Linked DNA regions of Mus musculus: regions 1 and 2 are each linked to region 3. The links are chromatin contacts, called in public HiChIP or PLAC-seq and promoter capture Hi-C maps. All regions are on one chromosome and are shown on one strand. The core of a region is the stretch at or near the end of the contact, and the rest is flanking DNA. Distances in the headings are between cores, read along the strand shown. Region 1 overlaps Hmgcll1 (3-hydroxymethyl-3-methylglutaryl-Coenzyme A lyase-like 1). Region 2 overlaps Hmgcll1 (3-hydroxymethyl-3-methylglutaryl-Coenzyme A lyase-like 1). Region 3 holds the start of Bmp5 (bone morphogenetic protein 5).

Evidence for each region. Promoter capture Hi-C pulls out the DNA fragments that hold promoters and counts their contacts. HiChIP or PLAC-seq counts read pairs in DNA pulled down with a chosen protein or histone mark.
Region 1: a contact with region 3 is called in a promoter capture Hi-C map of second pharyngeal arch cranial neural crest, with 5 times the contacts expected there. The contact joins the enhancer-like site here to the promoter of Bmp5 in region 3. A contact is called at or near these places in 11 of 39 promoter capture datasets (the 3T3-L1 cell line, 3T3-L1-derived adipocytes, the C10 cell line and 6 more), 1 of 115 datasets of contacts at active chromatin or transcription factors (embryonic limb bud) and 2 of 9 other capture datasets (adipose tissue and liver).
Region 2: an H3K4me3 HiChIP or PLAC-seq map of embryonic limb bud shows a contact between it and region 3, with 3 times the contacts expected there. The contact joins the enhancer-like site here to the promoter of Bmp5 in region 3. A contact is called at or near these places in 13 of 39 promoter capture datasets (3T3-L1-derived adipocytes, the C10 cell line, the SN4741 cell line and 8 more), 1 of 15 datasets of contacts at CTCF or cohesin (pro-B cells), 6 of 484 Hi-C or Micro-C datasets (the C2C12 cell line, cerebellar granule neurons, cerebral cortex and 3 more), 5 of 115 datasets of contacts at active chromatin or transcription factors (a colorectal cancer cell line, embryonic limb bud, fibro-adipogenic progenitors and 2 more) and 1 of 9 other capture datasets (adipose tissue).

The regions. Positions count from the first base shown.
Region 1 is chr9:76,067,101-76,069,800 of GRCm38.p6, reverse strand. All of the region lies in intron 3 of Hmgcll1 (3-hydroxymethyl-3-methylglutaryl-Coenzyme A lyase-like 1), which reads right to left. Among named protein-coding and RNA genes, the nearest start is that of Hmgcll1, 53 kb to the right of the region's middle. Within about 2 kb of position 1,295, at least 3 of the 459 cell types and tissues checked have an H3K27ac peak or open chromatin away from gene starts, as enhancers often do. A contact at or near this core is called in second pharyngeal arch cranial neural crest, where this site is marked.
Region 2 is chr9:76,037,376-76,040,089 of GRCm38.p6, reverse strand. The region is part of intron 1 of Hmgcll1 (3-hydroxymethyl-3-methylglutaryl-Coenzyme A lyase-like 1); the gene reads right to left. Among named protein-coding and RNA genes, the nearest start is that of Hmgcll1, 24 kb to the right of the region's middle. Within about 2 kb of position 1,334, at least 16 of the 459 cell types and tissues checked have an H3K27ac peak or open chromatin away from gene starts, as enhancers often do. A contact at or near this core is called in embryonic limb bud and second pharyngeal arch cranial neural crest, where this site is marked.
Region 3 is chr9:75,773,988-75,776,687 of GRCm38.p6, reverse strand. Bmp5 (bone morphogenetic protein 5) reads right to left here and starts at 1,323. Exons shown (of 7, transcript NM_007555.4): 1 at 106-1,323. The coding sequence starts at 595.

The DNA.
Region 1 (2,700 bases), core at 46-2,545, 290 kb before region 3:
CAATAAGCTATGAGAATCTCCCTTCAGAGTTTTAGGTCAAAGTTGTCCAAGAAACTCCCAAAACATTATAGGATATTGCTGTTGCCATTGGCTGCCTCCCAGGGGTTGAAGGTAAGTCCCTATTGCTGACAACACTGAATCTTTGGACAAAAAAAATCAGGATTCAAATTGGGATCATACCTGAAAGCATCCTTCCTGATGATTAGCTTTCATGGTACCAGAGGCTCCATGGAAGATTTCAAGGGAGGAAAGCAAACAATAGTCCTACCCAGCTATGGTGCTTATGAACTAAAGCAACAATGAACATGGAATGATATCCCCAAGGGTACAATGGTGGTAGGCAGACTTTGGGAGTAATGAACAGCCCTCTGACTTGACCCAAGGTTAACTCAACAAGAGTGAGCACATGCCTGGTACTGGACACCAAGCCATACGTAGGAGGCTAGTGAGGCCATGGGTCTCAGAGGAGTACCTCCAAAAACCACTTTACTAAATCAGTGCATTCCTAACGACATTCTAAACATTTATCCTTAAGCCCACAGATAAGAGTCGGTGCCATCCCTTATCAAAGACATGTCTCCTTGCATCAGACGGAGACCATTATAGAAACACAACCAGAGTACAGAGAACAAGTGACTGTAAAGTTATAATGAACCAAATATAAATTAATTTTTTTAAATTGTAAACATATAATTCATCCCCAAAGCATTCATGTCCCCAATGTACCAATTATCACAATACTGTAGCATGCAGGGCCTATACAGTACAGGGCATACATTCGTCCCCATAGAGTAGGCCTCCTATCCAACCAAGGAGTAACTGATAATCCCCAAAACATTCATGTCACTGTGGCAAGATACCAGTACCATTATCTGTCTGGGCAGTTCAGGATTGTAGCATGCACCACTTGGAGAAAGATTTGATGACTCTTCTCCAAAAACCTGCATAGCAACTTATGGCACTAAGAAAATATTGTGGCACTAAAAAAGTATTGTCATGCAAAAAAAATAATTAATGCACAGTCAAATACTGAAGAGAAATGTTTTATGAAGTGGTCTCCAACATTCACCTCTGTTTTAAAAATATTATCATACATAATTTATAGATGCTTGTCATAGTTTTAAAGTTTACATTTCTATAACTTAGTTTGTCTATAGTATCTCTAGATATATCTACTTCTTCTTTCAACATACTATCTTAATTCTTTTCCAGGAAACAGACTCATACCTATGAACACATAGCTGTCCTTTCTACCCGCTGGCATCTTGAAACTTTTACTTTGCTCACCATCAGTCCAGAACAATACTCAAATCTTATTGAACTAAAAGTAAATAATGCTAGTAAAGTATTGTTGAGTCTCCTCTGGCCAGGTCTGCCAGTGCTATTTTCTTTGTGCGGGGGTACAGTGTGAAAGACCAACAGATAAGAGAATGTGAAATTTCTTCAACACCTGCCATCGATTAGTTCAAAAACATAAATGATGTGGTTTCAGACCCTATAACTCAAAACTCAATATGAGCAGCAATTCCTCTTAAAGGTAACATTTGGAAACTCAGTAATGGGAAAAAAATGAGACTGGAGTGCTTCCTGACAATCCTGGGTGAGAGTGCTGTAGGCAGCTCTGAATAGCACTATAGCCTGGGTCCTATAACCATGTCCCATTCATAGACGCCTAGCACAAACCTCATCTATCTTAGCCTCAGTAGCACAGAGGAAATCTTGGTCTGCTTGAAGAAGTAAGACACTCTTAATAAATCACAGCCTTACAATAATAAACACAGGAAATCTCTGGAAAATTGAACATCCTTTTTTTTTTTTTTTTCTACCCAATACCCTGCTTGGCTGCCAAAGCTAAAACTGTCTGACACCATATTCACAAAACTTAAGTCCAGAAGCCTTAAAACTAATTTGGTCTGGTGTATAATTTCCTGTCTCCCTTATTCAACTCTACCTCTGTATGTGATGGACCTTTATAATGCCCTCTGTCGGATGGAATGTCCAAGTGTCTCAAAATCTTCCACCACAACTTCCCCTCCTCTATCCTTGTGAAAATGAGAGATGCTAATCATAATTCATGATGTCTACAAATATTCATTTTTATATTGCAAGATAATCATCACATACAGGAATGGATTTGTGGGTTTAAAACTGTAACACTAACGTCTTGGAGGGAAGAAATGAAAGTCTTCTTTATCCAATAACATCCCAGTTTGGGAAGATAAACATAGCAATTATATATTTGTTATTTTTTATTAGGGTCAATGCCTTTTGTAACTACCTGCCTGATCTTCCAATATTAAAAATAACATGTTCCTAACATCATTCTAAAGTAGGGGCAAAAAGTCTCAAAGCTCCCAGTATAATTTTCCTTCTGTGCCTATGTAATTGTGTTGTCTCTTGTGTATTATGCTTTTGTACATGATAATAATGTTGCCACTGTTGTAATTTCCCTTACATGGAAGCATGAGCAATTTTTTAAAAATAGTGGAGCAAATTGCTTTCAGCATGTTTTGTTAATAGAGTTTTGTATTCTTCATGTTTTAAACCTACAGCACTAGAGAGAGCTACAGCAGAGAGCGTAAGTCTGGGTTACTAGGTTAATAACTCAGTGCCAGTCAGATATTACCAAGAAGAAAGAGCAATGACAAAAGCAAAGTCTCATTACCATAGAAAGCATTGCTGTTGTTGTAAGCTTGAAGC
Region 2 (2,714 bases), core at 85-2,584, 260 kb before region 3:
TTTCTTTGCATAACTTCTAGATGACACTGGAATTGTAATAACTATAATATATGGCAACAAAGAACTCAAGAGAGGGGGAAGAAGCTGGGTGGACAGCAGCCACATTACAGTTCTCACATAAGAAGGTAGACTTAAACAAAATGAGGTGGGTGATAAGGAAGGATGCCAAGCTCCACGCCGTGGGAGAACAGTCAGCGCAGTGTTCTTGAGTTGACTGGGGAAAAATGAGCCCGGGTGCTAACTGTTCCAAGAAGAGCCAGAAGGCAAGGATTAAACAGAGGAGCGGTAGAAAGGATAACTTAAAATATCAGGACTGCAGGTTTTAAGAGGGCCCAGGAGAAAATTCTTATTCCTGGACAAATGCAAGCTATGGGGGAAGGAGGATAGGAGCGACTTTGGAGGTGGAATGAGGTGGCCTGAGGTTGCATTACCTCTAGCTATTAAGGACAGACAGTAAAGGAGTTGGGTCGAAACAGTGAGACTACAAATCAGGAAGTTATAGAATAACTTGGGAGCACAGACAGCTTCGGGGGCAAGACTCGACCCTAACAATACAGGTTTTAATCCTAAAAGTAAGTCTCCCAGTTCCTAGGCTCTACCCAGCAGATGTGGATCTTAGATACCGATTTCCTCTAGAAGTCTGACTATGTAAAATGCATACAAAGTAAGGATATTTATGAGAGGGAAATAGTCCCAAATGTAAGAAAAAGTAAGTTGTTAAATTTATTTAAAACTTACATCTCCATTAAACTCTTTTCCTACCTTCCCCAGAACAGTACTAAATATTTTCCTACAGGAAGCTGCCTCACACTTTATAAAGTTAGATTCGGTTGCCCTAATGATGCCAACATTTCGCTCTCTCCATTTTATTTATAAGGTTTCAAAATTGAAAACTCACTTATAGACACTAATTTATTCTAAATATCCTTATAAACGTGCCCCTCCCCCAATCTACCTTTAAATTATATTACTGCTTAACCCACTTCCCACTGATGAGTCTCTGAACCTGGGCACCTTTGTCTCGCTGCCCCTAATATTACGCCCTGGCCAACACAGCAAAACAACCATGCCTCAGGTTGCCTGGCAACATGTCTGTGTCTCCTGGCAGAACTTGTCAGCAACTCTGCTTTTCAGTGACTGTTCTACTGAGTCTCACTGACTGACTCCTCACCTGGCATGGCTTTCTAACAGCCGCCTTTCCTGGCCCTCCTCATTCTAATTAAAATTCGTGTTGCGTTTCCATAGCACCTTGTGTACTGCTGAGGGGGCTGCTACCGGCTTTATTATACATTGCTTTCCAGGTGGCCTATTTCATTTTAGACTCCCCATATCTTGAACCCCAGAGGTGTCTCTAATGTTGGGAATGTAAACAGGCTGATGAGGGGTGGTCCAGGGGCCACTGCATTTAAATCGCTCTTAAATCATAGCATGTGTATTTTTTTCATTCATTCCATGTAGATCTAAATCCAGCCCTGTTTAAATGCTCTCTCCACATAGTGGGAAGTAAGGGGCTACTTGATCAATTACGTTGACTGTACAGAGCACAGCTGGTGCCCATTGTAGAGACTGTGCCTAATTGCTTCCACAACTTTCTGTCCTAAGCAAGTTAGCAAGTGTACACAGAGACAAATGTTTTGCAGTTTGTGGTCAGTCTAAAGGATTCCCACCTCGGTGAGGATTTGGGAGGAACCTAGAAAAGCCAGACATGGTACAGACTCCTTAAAGAGAACATCTGTGGGGTATGAACAATAACTAAAGCATTAGGTTTAGGAGAGAGCAGAGCTAGCTGGAGGCAGTGGGGGGGATCTAATCTTGCACTTAGAGAAATGCCAAGAGGTTATATTACTTAGGGGTGTGTTGGGTTACCAACTATAGTTCCCTTTTCTATCAGAATTTATTGAACATGGGTTACATTTAAGCTGCAAGCTGAAAGGGCAGTGTCTAAGAGAGGTTACTGTGTATCCTGCCGCTTGAATATAACGCCCCATGCACACCTGGCTGTCCAAGGCAGACTATCAACCTTTACCCTTAACGCGTCTTCATTTTTTATTTGACTATCAATTACATTAAATTTAATAAAGGCTAAAGAAGACACAGTTAATCATACTATAGGGCGATTCTAGCCCTCCAAAAGCACAGAGATCCCACAGAGTCACAAGGTCAAGGTATCTACATACAATCCATGCATGTGATTATGAGCAAGAACAGTCCTAAAACTGCCCATTCAACAACCCTTCATCCCAGCACGTGGATGCCCTAGAGACAGAGACCCAGGTAACCTCTGTGTTTCCATATGTCTACATTTCCAGAGGAATGTTACACGCAGGGTAAACTGTAGGAGAACCTGAAACAAGAGACTTGTTTCTAGCTCTGCCTTCCTCCAGACTTGATTCTTTTGTCTTGTTAAATTTGGCTTTCTTTCCATCTCTCTAAGATCTGCCACTATCAAAGGCATCAAAGCTGCTATTCTTTCTAAATCCCACAAAAGCTTGTTCCAACCCCGTTACAATCCAAAAGAGCCATGCATGATCTTGGTTATGAAGATGGTATTTACCACAGGGTAGTTCAGAACCAATATGGGATGTGCAAGAAGTTCTAGATGCTTTACGACCAATGTAATTAACCTTAATTACATCTTAACAGTTTAGAACCCTTGAAGTTTTGACTGTTCAGTCCCATTAATGAAACAATCACTCTGAGGGAGAGAGAATGCT
Region 3 (2,700 bases), core at 74-2,573:
ATAGAATGAATATATAAACATGGCCACCTACCAAGAGGCTACTTTAACATTAGAAAAACTTCCTCTTTATACTAACACAGATGAACAAATAAACGAATAACATACCTAAGTTGACAAAGCTCATGACCATGTCAGCATCATTCAGAAAGTTGGTATCATGTAGGCTGGCAAGAGGTGGGCTCTGGGTAGTCAGAGGAGTCCTTGGTGGTAAGTGCAGACGATGCGCATACCCATTGGGAGAGGCTGGGTATCCCTTTCTTGTCTCTTTGGCCTCTCCAGCCAGGGACACCCTCACCAAATACTCCGACTCCTCAGGGTTGTCTTCGCTAGCCATGGCATTGTAGAGATCCAGCATAAAGAGGGGGGCAGAAGATGCTTGTTTCCCTGGTGAAAAGGGCCTGGGTCTGTGAGGCAAACCCAAAATAGACAGAATTTCCCTCTGTATTTCCCGTCTCTCATGGTTCCGTAGCCTTCTATAAATAAAACTGGAGTGAACGTGATTGTCTCCCAAGCCTCCTTTTGCATAACCCACTTGAACCCAGCCGCTCCAGAGGAAGCCCACAATACCCCTAAGTAAAAATACAGTCCAATGCATTTTTGTGCAAAAGCAAAAGTCGATATTTTTAATCCTTCTTGTCCACTTGGAAAAAAAATAATAATCCAGGTTCCTTGGAAGTATACTTCACCAGGAGATGTAAAAACAAATTTACCTGTTCTTCATGACAGTGATATTTCTGAACACCGCGCCCTCAGTCCATCTTCTTCTCCTGCTTTAAATATTTTAGAACACGTCAAGAGTAGTTATTCCTTAGAAAGTTGAAATTCAGATTTCTAATTATCCACAGTTGTTAAGAACTTTTGAGAGGTTGATGTAGCAAAAGCTGGTTAAAATTATTTGATCAAATAACCTATGCATTCCTATGTGAATTTATGCTAATCAGGCCTTTGGTATTTGAACTGACGAAAGCTGGTCTTCTGATAGACTGTAGCTCCCAAGTTCTCTTCACTTGCTCTGACTTCTTCTCAACACTTGAACTCTTTCCAAAGCAAATCCTGAGGTCTGAATCACAGATCTACGCTGATCTGCACCTTGGTGTTGGAATTAGATTTGTCCGGCAGCCTAGTGATAACTTGAACATCTTTTGTATGGTCTTAGTGTAAAACAAGACCCAAGGTTATAGTGTTCAAGTAAATGTGTTTCCCTGAATTTACTTGCAATCCTCCCTGTAAATCCATTCAATCTCTTCCCCCCTTCTTACAGTTAATTCCACCTCCAGCAGGCACAAATATACCAGCCCTCTTCAAGAGAGATCTAAGGAGAAATGTAAGCACAGCCCTGCTGGGAAAGAAGAGGCTTCTCCTTGTAATTTGAAACTGGTAAAGCAAAAAGAAGTTAACCCTTTTGCTACCAGAAAAGCCTCCATTTTCGCAATTTTATGGCCATGCATGTAACAGACAACAGTGATCTATGGGGTGTACGCGTTCCAGGGAGGATAAAAGCCAGTTTTCAAGTAACAGGCTGAAAACGTTGCCACCCAGCCATACAGAAATGTTTTAGGCTTTTTGATGGAATGCATTTAATACACTTCTATATTAAGTCTCAGGTTGTAGCAAATTAACTTGGTATGACTCAGTGCCATACTTGAGATTATTTCTAGCTTTTGAAAGTCATTAAAATTTACTTCTTAAAAACTGAAAAGACAATTTTTAAAATTGGAATAAATTTATTGATTCTTAACGACAACTGGCTATTTTAAAGTAAGAAAAAGTAGACAATGAATTATTAGTAAATATATTCGATTCCAAAGAAAGAGCACTTGTAATTCAGGGATAAGAATTAGATAGCTCCAACTTAATTATCTGTAGAAAAGATTTAAGCAGAAATAATATTTATTTCTGACTATATCAATAGTTGAAATAGAAATATCTCATTTATAGTATTATCTTCCTTAACTTTTACTCCATCACCACCGAAATGTAGTCATGCTTACTACAAGATATTTATTACTAAGTGCACTCAGTACTTTGATTTGTTTTAAGTTGTACAAATAAACACCAGTTTGTTTGCTAAAGATCAGGTACCCTGCGTGACTACACACAAATTGGAAGTGGAATTTCTGAATTTTGATGGGTAGAATAGAGAAAGTGTGCACCTTTCTAAAATGCCATACCTAATCTGAGGAAATGAGCGAAGTATGTGTTTATCCTTAATGGTTAATGCCTTTAAAATTTGGAAGTCTGCAATGTTTCTCTGCCTGCTATAATTTTCCTCTCAGGCACGCATTTAACCTTAGCATTTACAGTGCTTTCATTGTCTGGGACAGCATTCCGATAGCAAGGTAAATTTATCCAGTGAATTCTAGAACTGTGGTGAAATTCTAATGTTTTATTTTTCTTTTCCGAGAGGTGTCTCATTCCTTGTTTAATTTCTTTTAACGTATTTCCTCTGAGTGAATGAAACAGTCATATTTCTCATGGTCTTCAGTTCATCAGTGAATGCAAGACACTGAGGGGGCTTCCGGTTCTGGAGGGATACGTCATTTCTCTTGTACAGATCACTAGGAAAACTTGAGAGTGCAGTTGAATGTTTTCCCTCACTGAAAATTCTGCATCATTACAGGATGCCACTGCAGTCAGAACAGCAGCTCAGAGACTACACTCAGGGAGCATTGTTGTAAAAGAGATATCACAAGGAAGAGC